Regions from separate parts of the Mus musculus genome. Here region 1 is linked to region 2. The links are chromatin contacts, called in public Hi-C maps. All regions are on one chromosome and are shown on one strand. The core of a region is the stretch at or near the end of the contact, and the rest is flanking DNA. Distances in the headings are between cores, read along the strand shown. Region 1 overlaps Dapk1 (death associated protein kinase 1). Region 2 has its middle 14 kb from the start of A530001N23Rik.

Region 1 (5,911 bases), core at 951-3,450, 210 kb before region 2:
ATGTGTGTGTGCCAACTGACAGGACAAGGAAAGATGATCTTCCTAAACCTACGTCCAATGTCTCCTTCTAGTAAGGAAAACACCAAGAACTTCTCACATAAGAACAATCTGAGGACCTCCGGTGAAGGCTCACCTTCCGCAGTCTTGCCAGGAGCCCTGCCACATGCTCGTGCTGTTCTGCCTTGGCGAGGTCCTCGGCCGTCTTTCCATCCTGTAGGAAACAGATGATCAGTGTCACAGAGCTGCACGGGACCTCAACATGCTAGTTCAGCGAAGAAATGGGAGGCACAGCAGGGTCAAAAGAAAGTTGGACAAACTCTAAGTCCTGGCCTGTTTTCTCATCTAAGGAAACCTTATTTTATTTGGTGGCTCAGGAAGGAAAAATGACAGAGCAAGAAATGCAGTAGTGTCCTGAGGTGTCAACAGAAAGATGCTGAGTGCATAGACTCAGAGCTTACTCATTCTCCTCTGACTATCCCATCCCCGATGGAACTTCTGTCTCTATGGCAGCAGTCTACTCTTTCAGTTCTCACACATACAAACCTGGTCCTCGCTCTACACCGTGGCTGGTAACTACTGTACCTTCCAAAGGACGCTTAGTCTAGCACAGGTTGATTTAAGGTGGCTGAAAAAACACAAAGCAGAGACCTAAGGGCCCACAGCACTGTGACATTTACTGTTTGATTAGAGACTTTTCATGGAGCTGTGGTTTCATATGAAGGGACCTACTCTTATGTCTATACCATGAACATGCACATCTCCTGAGAACGTTCCGGTCCAAGCCTGATCAAGTTCGCAGCGGATCACATGAACTGCATGATATCACAGTCCCTTGTGGGGACAGGAGCTGTGGCTATGTCCCCTCTACACTAAGGGAGATAGATACCACTGTTCAGCTAAAGTATTATACAGCCCTAAAATTCAATCTTCAAAAAAAATGAAGACACCTTTTTAAGAGAAGAAAAAAAGTCTATGGTCTCATTATCTGCATTTGTAATAAGTCATCCCATGAAGAGTTGGGACATCTTGTCTACCTGCCAACCTCCCAGTTCCTCCACTCAAGTTGCTCTTGAGATACATATGGGGCCTCTCTGGACCAGCAAATCTTAATCTTGGCCCTGCTGGACTATGTCATTCTCTGCTGTGGAAAGCCATTATCAGCCTTATACAATGTGAATAACACCTCTGTGGTCTACCAAGGCACTGGTGATATTCCTCAACCTCCAGCTTAAAAATCAACCACGTCTCCAGATAAGTCCACGTGTCTTCTGGGGACAAAATTGCCAAGCTGTGAATGAATGCTCTCTCCAGGCTGAAACTCTGGCTCAGGTGTGTGTTCCACCCCATTCTTATTATGTATCCTAAAGTCCTGAGATGGATCCAACAGGCAAGCTAGAACTTCTCCTTTGCTCTGGACCGAACTGAGTTCCTTACTAGACACTGTACCTCCAACTAAGAGTTCCCATCAAACCGTCTCATGGCTTCATGGGGTGCCTTTAAGGCATTGAGGAAGAGGTGCAGAATAAAAAAAGCAGCTCCTAAAAGGTGACTAGAGTCTCTGCAGAGTTGGTGGTAGAGGAGAAGCCAGGAGCGCTCAGAATATAAAGGTGACACTAGGGGGTGCTGTGGTGCCACATGCTATCTGTACAGTCATCTCAGAAGCCAGAAAAAAGTTACGGCTCTGGCTGGCTGTCCCACAGGGCAGCATCCGCAGGGACGGGTCTGAAATGTGATTCTGAAAAGACGGCTGTCAGTACAGAACGTACAAGGCACTAAAAACTCCGTACCGATAAGAGAATATGAGAAATATTAATATTCTCAAATTCCTCCTGTTGAAATGAGATTTCACACGCATTGCTGAAAGCCGTTTCGTCTGCTGCTTCTTTAATGCGACTGCTAGAAAATTCAGAAGGACAGACATGCTTTGGCCTTTGTCTCTAAGTGATGTCCCCGGTCCACGGTTATCCCACTCCTCACAAAAAGTCATCACTGCTGAAAGAGGAGGATGCTTGCTTCCCCTGCTAGGAGGCCAGATGCCTACCAGGCTTGCTTACTGATGGGAGCCTCTCAGTTCTGCTTCTAGCATGATCCCTGTAATCTGTACAAGAGTGGGTGGTCACCAAGCTCAGGCCTCCTAACCTAATGCTTTTCACGAGCCACGCCCACTTCCTGACTACTCAGCTGCCAGACTGCACGAGCCACGCCCATTTCCTGACTGCTCAGCTGAGGCAGCAGAGAAGTCAGCTTCACCCACCTCCCAGTCCCCACCCTTATCTGACATCACTCTTGCTCCACCCCCTGCCTACTGATGGTCAAGACTCTTTGATCAGTGCCCCTCTCTCATTTTCTAGAAGTTTCTCTGTGTGGGGCATCTATCTGAGTAAATGACAAGGCTAAGCACAGACAGGAAACACTCATGAGTCTCTCTAGAAGCTGAAAGAGGTGGGAGACGGGAAGGCAGTATAAGCAGGGTGTGGCGGGAGCAGAGAAGACAGCCACTGCGGGAAAGAGTGGGGGGTGGGGGTGGGAGGGGCATGGGCTCACAGAGCAACACAAAGGGACCAGAGACTGCACACACATCTGGATCCAACAGCTGATAGCATCTTCAGAGTCACCCTGGTTTTTATTTTCCCACAAGGCATCATCTGATATATATACACACATATTATACAATAGATATATAATATATAATAAATATAAAAATGCATGTGATGTGTTACTGCAGGATAGCTAACCTGTGGGTAAAGGTTAATGAAGGCACCTCAGGCCTAAAATGTCCTGTGTGGCAGGGGTAAATAAGCATCCTGAGAAATGTGTGCATTCCCTGCACACACTGCTCATATCTGTGCCTGCAGAGACCAGTACTGCACAGAACAGGCCCGTTACATCTTGAGAGTTAACGGTACTGCAAAGACCTACACACAGACAGGGACACACACACACACACACACACACTCTGGAGGACCATGCCAGGCATCTGGGCCTCAGCAGCATGGATAGCCAAAGACAATGCTATATAAATGGATGAGCATAGCTGTGCCTCAGCGAAATTTCATTTACCAAAACAAATGGCAGGCTAGATGGAGCTCTAAGGGCCAGCTCGGTTAAGACTTTGAAGATCTCCAAGAACCTCAGAGCCTTAGGTAAGGTGCAACATCAAACACCATGTGCTCTCCTTCAAGACTGTCGATAAAGTTCAGATCTTCGAATGTCAAGACCACACACACACACAAGTAATTAACCCACCTTAGGCCCAGCAACATATCAAGCAATAGTTCATGGCTACAACTGAACTGCCACTTCACCTTGTTGGCCAAACTCTTATCTATGGTGTTTATTTTATGAAATATGAAGCAAACGGTTTCTTCTGAGGAGTGGGGGAAGGGGGAAGGGCAGCGCTAAGCCTGAAATGAGAAGCCAGAGGAATGGACTATGTCTTACTTAGAAATAATTTTCAATCCCAGCAGCAAAGGCGGACTCTAAACAGTAGACACCAGCCCTTTGCCTCCAGGCTGTTCATGACCCCCCAAGACCACACAGGGGATCCAGCTCCTCCCACAGGGCACTGGGCCTCTTGTACCCTGGGGCCAACGGGAAGCACTTATGAAAGAGAAATCCATACGTGGAATAGAAAGCTAAGAGGCACTGTTGTGTAACACGGTAAACAAAAGGCCAGTGTGAACCAGCGGGTCGCTGGCGGAGCGGGGCTGGCGAGATGAGAAAGGATGAAACATTAACTAGATATTAAACTAGGTCTGTGTGGGCAAATGTTTATGTAACTGCAGTAGAGGGTTAGAGCTTAATAGCAGCCTGTCTGCTTTAGAATGCAGTTGCCAGGCAATACCTTTCTCCCTGTGCCCTTGAGGCACAAGAAGTTTCCATGGCTCTCTGAGGCCAGACACCTGCCCCTGCCTGGTACTCACCGAGGTTAGAGCCTCCACATTGGCGCCCATCAAACAGAGGTAGCGGACCACATCTAGGATCCCGTTGTTGGCTGCAAGGTGGAGAGGAGTCCGACCATACTGGAAAGAGAAAAAAAATACCACAAGCATTCTCATGGCTGCTATCTGTGAAAGCTGGTAGTTCACAGCCATCGTTGGGGAGAAACGGTATTACATAAGGGGACTGGGACCAACAGAACTAAACAAGAGGTTCTAGCTCCCACTGAGGCAGGTCTGCCAGATAGTTTTTCAAGTACTTTGAAGTTGAAAGTCTAGCTCCAAATTCACCTTCAAAGGATGAATGAGAAGGTTAGCCACAGGATAACCAAGTTTCCCGCTGGGCTGGCAGAGAGCGAGGCAAGAGTGTGAGCGCCCAGACACCCATGTGTATCTGCACCACACCGTTCATATTCATGCACCAGGGAGAGAGAAGGAAGGGAGCTGCCAAGGGCACTCTTAGGAGGCCGTGAAGCTTCGAGGTCATGCCTATTATGGTTCGTAGGCATATGGTTCTCAAACTGTGCGCCATACACCTTGGGGTACTGCAGTGAACCCCCAGGAATAGTGATAGCTATCTTGAGGTTTAAACAGTGTGTGGTGAATATCTCCTCCAAGCATCTCACAGCCAGGACATTAGACTGTCGGGTCTCCTCGCATTGGCACCCTGTCTTTGCAGGTTTGCCCTTAGAAGTTAGCAGCCGCCACACCAAGAAGCAATGGTCTTGAAAATAGGGTCCTGAGAGTTGGCTCCATAGTTAAGTGAACCAGCTGCTCTTCTAGAGAACCCAGCACTCCCACAGTGATTCCCAACCATCCATCTGTCACTCCAGGTTCAGAGGATCCAACACCCTGTCCGACTCCAGTCGGCACCAGGCACACTCGCGGTGCAGTCATCCATGCAGACAAAATATCCACACACATAAAGTAATTACTTTTTGACGTTTAGGCTTAAAAATAATCCTGTGGAACAGGAGAGGGAGGGAGGCACCCAATCTATAGTCACGAAAGCTATGCAAGATTCAGCTACCGCACACACCCTTGTGGCTGTAGTCATGTAAGGATGAAGGGAGGACAGGAGACTCCTCTTCTCGGTTGTTTTCTATTTCTCAAAGGTTGCTAAGTCTGGGATCTAGGATGTTCTGTAAATACAACAGTGAAATAGCAAACTCATTGGCTCTGAAGGAGCCATGAATAGAAATCACGGAGCCAGTACAGGGGGTGTCGGAGTCAGTGCTTGGCAATCCCTGCTTGCAGAGCATTTATTGTTTGCATGGGTCAACACATCATCGTTTTAAGCGTTTAGGATAGGAGTGTGTTAGAAAATTAAATCCTCAACATCGCTTATTGAGATTTTCTCTATTAACACGCTGGAGCGTTTCCCTCCTGGCTCTATGAACCTTCAGTAAGAGACAGATCACTGGAAGGGCTGAGACACAATCACATGCTGCATTATGTTATTAGCTTACAGTTAGTGGTGGTTTTGTAAAGATGTATTTTATTTATTATATGTAAGTACACTGTAGCTGTCTTCAGACACCCCAGAAGGGGGCGTCAGATCTCATTATGGATGGTTGTGAGCCACTATGTAGTTGCTTGAATTTGAACTCAGGACCTTCGGAAGAGCAGTCAGTGCTCTTAACTGCTGAGCCATCTCTCCAGCCCTAGTGGTGATTGGTTATCTGTAATGACATCTGTGACACACTATTGAAAGCCCGAATGCTATTCAACTCACAGAGACTCTGCAGCCAGCCTGCAGGGAACAGAAATGGAGGGAGTGTTACAATCCATTCCAGGTGTAGCACCTGGCTATCACATAACTCAAATTCCTTAGTGTTACACCCCAGGCCTTTCGTATCTGGACCTGAGGTCTCCTTCCAGCATTTTCCCCCTTCTCCCATCACCTCTGTGCTCAGGACCTGCAGTCCTGTGCTGTATTTTCACCACCAAATTTAGGAGCTACGCGTGCAGGC
Region 2 (5,668 bases), core at 1,746-4,245:
TAATATACACATATAAACTAATACATACCATATTTGTCTTTTTTTTTTAAATCTGGGTTATTCTACCAAGGGTGATTTTTTTCCTTAGTCCCATTAATTCATCTGCAGATTTCATATTCTTTTAAATGATTAGATAATGTTCCATTGTGTAAATGTACCACATTTTCTCTATCCATATTCTGTTAAGGGACATCTACGTTGTTTCCATTTTCTGGCTATTATGAACAAAGCAACAGTGAGCTTAGCTGAGCAAGTGTCTTTATGGTAGGATGACGTGTCTTTATGGTAGGATGACGTGTCCTTTGGAGATATGTTCAAGAAGAGTATAGCTGGATCTGGAGGTAAATCTGTTCTCATCTTTCTGAGGAACTGTCACTGATTTCCATAGTGGCTGTATAAGTTTGCCCTCCCACCATCAATGGAGGAGTGTTCCCCTTGCTCCACATCCTCACTGTCTCAGTTAGGGTTTTACTGCTGTGAAGAGACACCATGACCAAGGCAATTTTTATTTTTATTTTTTCGAGACAGGGTTTCTCTGTATAGCCCTGGATGTCCTGGAACTCATTCTGTAGACCAGGCTGGCTTCGAACTCAGAAATCTGCCTGCCTCTGCCTCCTGAGTGCTGGGATTAAAGGCGTGTGCCACCATGCCCGTCGACCAAGGTAATTCTTATAAGGACAACATTTCATTGGGGCTGGCTTACAGGTTCAGAGGTTCAGTCCATTACCATCAAGGCAGGAACATGACAGCATCCAGGCAATTATGGTGCAGGAGGAGCTGAGAGTTCTACATCTTCTTCTGAAGGCTGCTAGAAGGAGGGTTTCAAAGCCCATGTCCACAGTGACCCACCTTCTCCAACAAGGCCACACCCACTCCAACAGGGCTACACCTTCTAATAGTGCCACTCCCTGGGCAGAGCACACACAAAGCCATCACACTCACCAGCGTGGGCTGTCACTTGCTTCATGTATCTTCACTGGCAGGTGTCAGATGAAATCTCAAAGTTGTTTTGATTTGTATTTCCCTGGTGACTAAGGATGTTGAACGTTTCTTTAAGTGTTTTTCAGCCATTGAATTTTCTCTCTTGAATTCTCTGTTTAGATCTGTACCTCATTTTTAAATTTGAGTTATTTCTTTTTTCTTAATATCTAGTTTTAGAAAAAAATCCCTTATATATTTTGCATATTAGTCCTCTAACACATGTGGAGTTGGCAAAAATCTTTTCCTACCCTACAGGCTGTCACTTTGAATGAAAGTGTCCTTTGCTGTGGAGAGGTTTTTCAGTTTCATAAGGCCTCATTTATTAAGGTTGATCTTATTGTCTGTGCTAGCAGGGTTCTCTTCAAGAAAGTCTTTCCCTTTGCCAGTGAGTCCAAGGCTTTTCCCCAACTTTCTCATTCATCAGGTCCAGAGTGTCTGGCTTTATGTTGAGGTCTTTGATCCTTTCGCAGTTGAGTATTAGGCAGTGAGGTAGATGTGGATCTATTTGCACTCTTCTACATGCAACTGTCCAGTTTGTTCAGCACCATTTGGTGAGATGCTGTCATATTTTCTAAAGAAGGTCCATCGTTAAAAGCCACATAACCTTGAGCCAGTGTAATGGAGCTTTAAAACCGTAAACTCACGTAAAGAAAATTTCCTAAATGTGATCACCATCTGAACACTTTTTATGACATCATATGTAAAGAGTGGGATGCTTAAAGAACCTTTTATACAGTCAATTTAAAAGTCCTATCAACCAGGCATGAGGAAAAATGTCTGGTCTTGTTTTCCCTGTTACAGCACCTTTGCCACACACCCCACAGCTAACGCTACCATTGGCAATGTTACCGCAATATCTCATGGATGTCCCCACATTTGCTTTTGCCTTTCATTTCTTTTTACATTAACCTCCTTGAAGCTTATGAGGATGCTAGCAATATTTCTCAGTGTTCCAAGTTTTATGTTCTACTGTCTTTTATTCCTTGTATCTGTACCTAGCTTTTCATTTTTAAAAAAGTTAATAAACTGGGATCCTGAGATCATATAAGACTTAAGAGTGCTCAGTTGATACATCTGCTCCTGGTCCCAAGTGACATGGAACTTGAAACTACTGAGATGCTTCTGGAAAAAGTCATTTATTTAGTGGATCTTTTAGACAGTGGAGTTTTAATGCAGAGGTTAGATGTTCCCTATAGAAGTACTCCCCCATCTCCTAGCCTACTGAGTTTCAGACTGCTGAGTTCTTTTACACAGTAAACTTCTCTCTCTCTCTCTCTCTCTCTCTCTCTGTCTCTCTGTCTGTCTCTGTCTGTCTGTCTGTCTGTCTCTCTCTCTCTTTCCCTTTTTGAGACAAGCCCTCATTATGTAGCCCTGGCTATCCTAGAACTCACTATGCAGACCAGACTGGCCTCAGACTGGAAGATATCTCTTTACCTCTGCCTTCCAGTAGCTGGGACTAAAGACTTTGTACCACCATGCATGGCGTATACAGATAATTTCAACCAAAGTGCTGAAAATTACACATTTGAGTCCAAGGAAAGTCAGGAGGCACAAGAAACTTCTATCACGACTCTGTGTTTGGAATCTCTGGTTTCTATAGAATAAGATTCCCGGTGGGGACATGAATGTGTCACACATTAAACCACTGCTTGGAAATTTCAGAGCAGCCTTCAGTAATGAAGCTGTGTCACAGGGATAATTTGGCTGGTTCTTAGGAACAGTTAGTTACGTGGTACAGCCAAAACTGGTGTTTGTCTTCTAACAGATCATAACACCAGGTGGCACAGGGAAGGGAGGAAAGCAGTGTGTTTCAGAGAGGGTGGTTGTGTTATGCAAAAGGCATGGATCCCAGAGGAGGGCACGTGTCTTCCCTACTGTTCAACTGGGACTTGTCTGGCGCTTGGTAGCAGTAACTGGGGGAAATAACAGATTGGAAGAACCTACTTGTAGGGAAAGGACGGTCCGGTTCCATTTAAGAATCCATCCCCAAAGATAAAAATGCCTGTGGGATACAAAGTAACTCAGACCTGGTTGCAACATTGTTGCACGTCTGGACAGAGCCCTGGGATTTCTGTATCAGCAACTCTGGATTAGAATGTGAGACTTTACATCCTGAACAACTTCCCTGGTGAAGCTGCTCTGTCATCCAGAAGCTACTAGACTGCATCTGCTCCTCTTTGTTCACATCTTGCGACAAGGGAGTTGGCCACTATCACTTGCATTTTGGCAGAGACCGAAAGGCAGACAGAGAAATAGAAAAGCAATAAATAGAACAGGCTTGCTTCTGGAGAGGTCTCATCAGAGGCTCCTGCTGGCAGGGGGGGGGGGGGTGAATTAGCTGACATCCTGTATGGGATCTGGGGTACACATGGCTTTCTTGGGTTCTCAATCAGAATTGGGAACAAAAATAGAGAAACTGTGAGCTGCTATTCAAGTCTAGATATTTGGTACCAATTATCATAAGGTTGTTGGGCTTCAGCTGATTGCTAGAGATCGTGATTTGACTTCCTGGTAAGTTGATTGACATAGTTTTCAACTTTTTTTTTTTTTTTTTTTTTTTTTTTTTTTAGATGGTGGATTGTTCTGCTGTGAATGGTATTTTTACGTATGGTTTATCTACTGGTTCATTTGCATATGGAGTTTCTCAAATTTCCCTTAAAGAAAGCCTCGTCTCTTAAAAAAAAGGACAATCAGGCTGGAGAGATGGCCCAACAGTTAAGAGCACTGGCTGGTCTTCCGGGGGACCTGGGTCTTGATTCCCAGTGCCCACACGGTGGTCCACAACTGTCTGTACCCCAGTTCCAGTGAGCTCAACGTCCTCTCCTGGCCTCTGAGGACACCAGGAAGACACAACGCACAAACATGTATATAAGCAAAATACTCAAATACATAAAATTAAATAATAAAAGAAACACAAATAAGAAAATCATATTGGCAACTACAATGGCTAAAACTCAGTCCCTTTTTTGTTTATTCAGTCTCAAATATTGGCTTAGGATGTGTTTGATGCACATGCCATGCTAGCATTGGGGGTGTAGTGGGGCAGGGGGTGGGGTGGGGAGGAAAGCTTAGCCCCTATGAAGCTTTTCTGAGGTTTAGGATAGGATAAAGTGCCGTAGCTGAGACATTTTAATGGACTATGCTGAGTGAATTCAGTGACATATGAACCCTTCTGTGAAAGAAAATGGATCCCAGAGATTTCTACCACAGGAATTCAGTGAGGAAGTGTCAGCAAGGTGACCCGTGGTTGTGGTACACTTGTGCAGACCCTGGGTCACTGGAGAACATCCTGCCATAGTGAGCAAGCTCTCCCAGGTTTCAGGGAGGACAAGACAGCTTTCCTACATAACTCTCTTGCACAGGGTGTCTCTAGGACTCATGTGGCTTCAACTGTGAACCCTGTAGCACTTTACTTCTAAGTATACAGATAGTGTGTGTGGTGTGGTGGGGGATGGGAGAGACAGACTATAAACCTCATACCATAGGGAACCCATATGCCTGGGAACAGAGACAGGTGGAGCATAATAGACAGGTGGTAAACACTGAATTTTTTTTTCTTTCTGAATTTATTTTTATGTGTAAGAGTGTTTTGCCTGAATGTTTGTCTGTGTACCATGTGTGTGAGGTATAGGCAGAGGCCAGAAGAGGGCATCAGATCTCCTGGGACTGCCATTACAAATGGTTGTGAGCCACCTCATTGGTGGGAATTGAACCTGGGCCCTTGCCAGAATACCCAGTGGTCTTAACTACAGAGCCATCTCATTAGACCTAGCACTGGCTGGTTCTGAAGCTGTTAACGTTGAAGCAGGAATTGCTAGAGCATTTGGATAAGCAGCTAAGTGTCCCAGGATATGAAGGGTCGACGACATACATTGTAGCTGAGGAGGTAGACAGGAGGCCAGATAATTTGGTAACAGTCATGTGGAGGCATTGGGCTTTGTTTGGAGGACATTGGGAACAACTGACAAGTTAATGGAAGACCTTCTGGAGGCTTATTAGTGACTTCTAGAAGATTTTGATAGTTTCATTCTGGGTCATGGGTTGGAGTCAGTCGAGAATAGGGAAAGAGAGAACAAAATAATTCATAGTTTTATAAAATAGTCTGTTTGTCCATGTGCTTGTTTCGAGACAAGATCTCACTATATAGCACTGGCTGTCCTGGAACTCACAGTTAGACCAGGCTGGCCTCAAACCCACAGAGATTCATTGGCTTCTGTCTCCCAAGTGCAGGGATTAAAGGTGTGTGCCACCATGCCTGCCTTAAAAATACAGTGTTAATGGGTTCATTTTTAGCTGACAGCACATGCTTAGTGTTCAACATGAACACAGTATTAAGCAATTTAAAATTAGCTTCTTTATTTACTAATTCTTTTGATTGTTTAATCATGGTTCTTACAAATCCTCAAACACACACACACACACACACACACACACACACACACACACAATTAAACCTTGCTTTGAGGGTAAATGCATGAGCACTGTGATGTCCCCTACTCCCTTTTCTTGTGACACAGGATCTCTCTCTCTTTGTAGCCCTAGCTGTCCTGGAACACTCTATGTAAACCACAGAGGCTGGACTCATCTGCCTCCCTGAGTGATGGGATTGAAGGCATGTGCCATTACTCCTGGCCTGAAAAACTTTTCACAGGGAAAAGATGGGACCAGGGCACTCACTAGGCAACAC

Evidence for each region. Hi-C and Micro-C count contacts between places; a contact is called where the count stands out from the background.
Region 1: a Hi-C map of cortical neurons shows a contact between it and region 2, with 2.1 times the contacts expected there. The contact joins two enhancer-like sites. A contact is called at or near these places in 7 of 39 promoter capture datasets (cranial neural crest, embryonic stem cells, hippocampal neurons and 3 more), 5 of 484 Hi-C or Micro-C datasets (bone marrow-derived macrophages, cerebral cortex, cortical neurons and 2 more), 7 of 115 datasets of contacts at active chromatin or transcription factors (T-cell acute lymphoblastic leukemia, embryonic basal ganglia, embryonic stem cells and 2 more) and 1 of 9 other capture datasets (embryonic stem cells).

The regions. Positions count from the first base shown.
Region 1 is chr13:60,734,355-60,740,265 of GRCm38.p6, reverse strand. Dapk1 (death associated protein kinase 1) reads right to left here. Exons shown (of 26, transcript NM_029653.3): 18 at 3,924-4,022; 19 at 134-211. Among named protein-coding and RNA genes, the nearest start is that of BC051665, 49 kb to the left of the region's middle. Within about 2 kb of position 2,200, at least 245 of the 459 cell types and tissues checked have an H3K27ac peak or open chromatin away from gene starts, as enhancers often do. A contact at or near this core is called in cerebral cortex and cortical neurons, where this site is marked.
Region 2 is chr13:60,520,433-60,526,100 of GRCm38.p6, reverse strand. No RefSeq gene overlaps it. Among named protein-coding and RNA genes, the nearest start is that of A530001N23Rik, 14 kb to the right of the region's middle. Within about 2 kb of position 2,995, at least 24 of the 459 cell types and tissues checked have an H3K27ac peak or open chromatin away from gene starts, as enhancers often do. A contact at or near this core is called in cerebral cortex and cortical neurons, where this site is marked.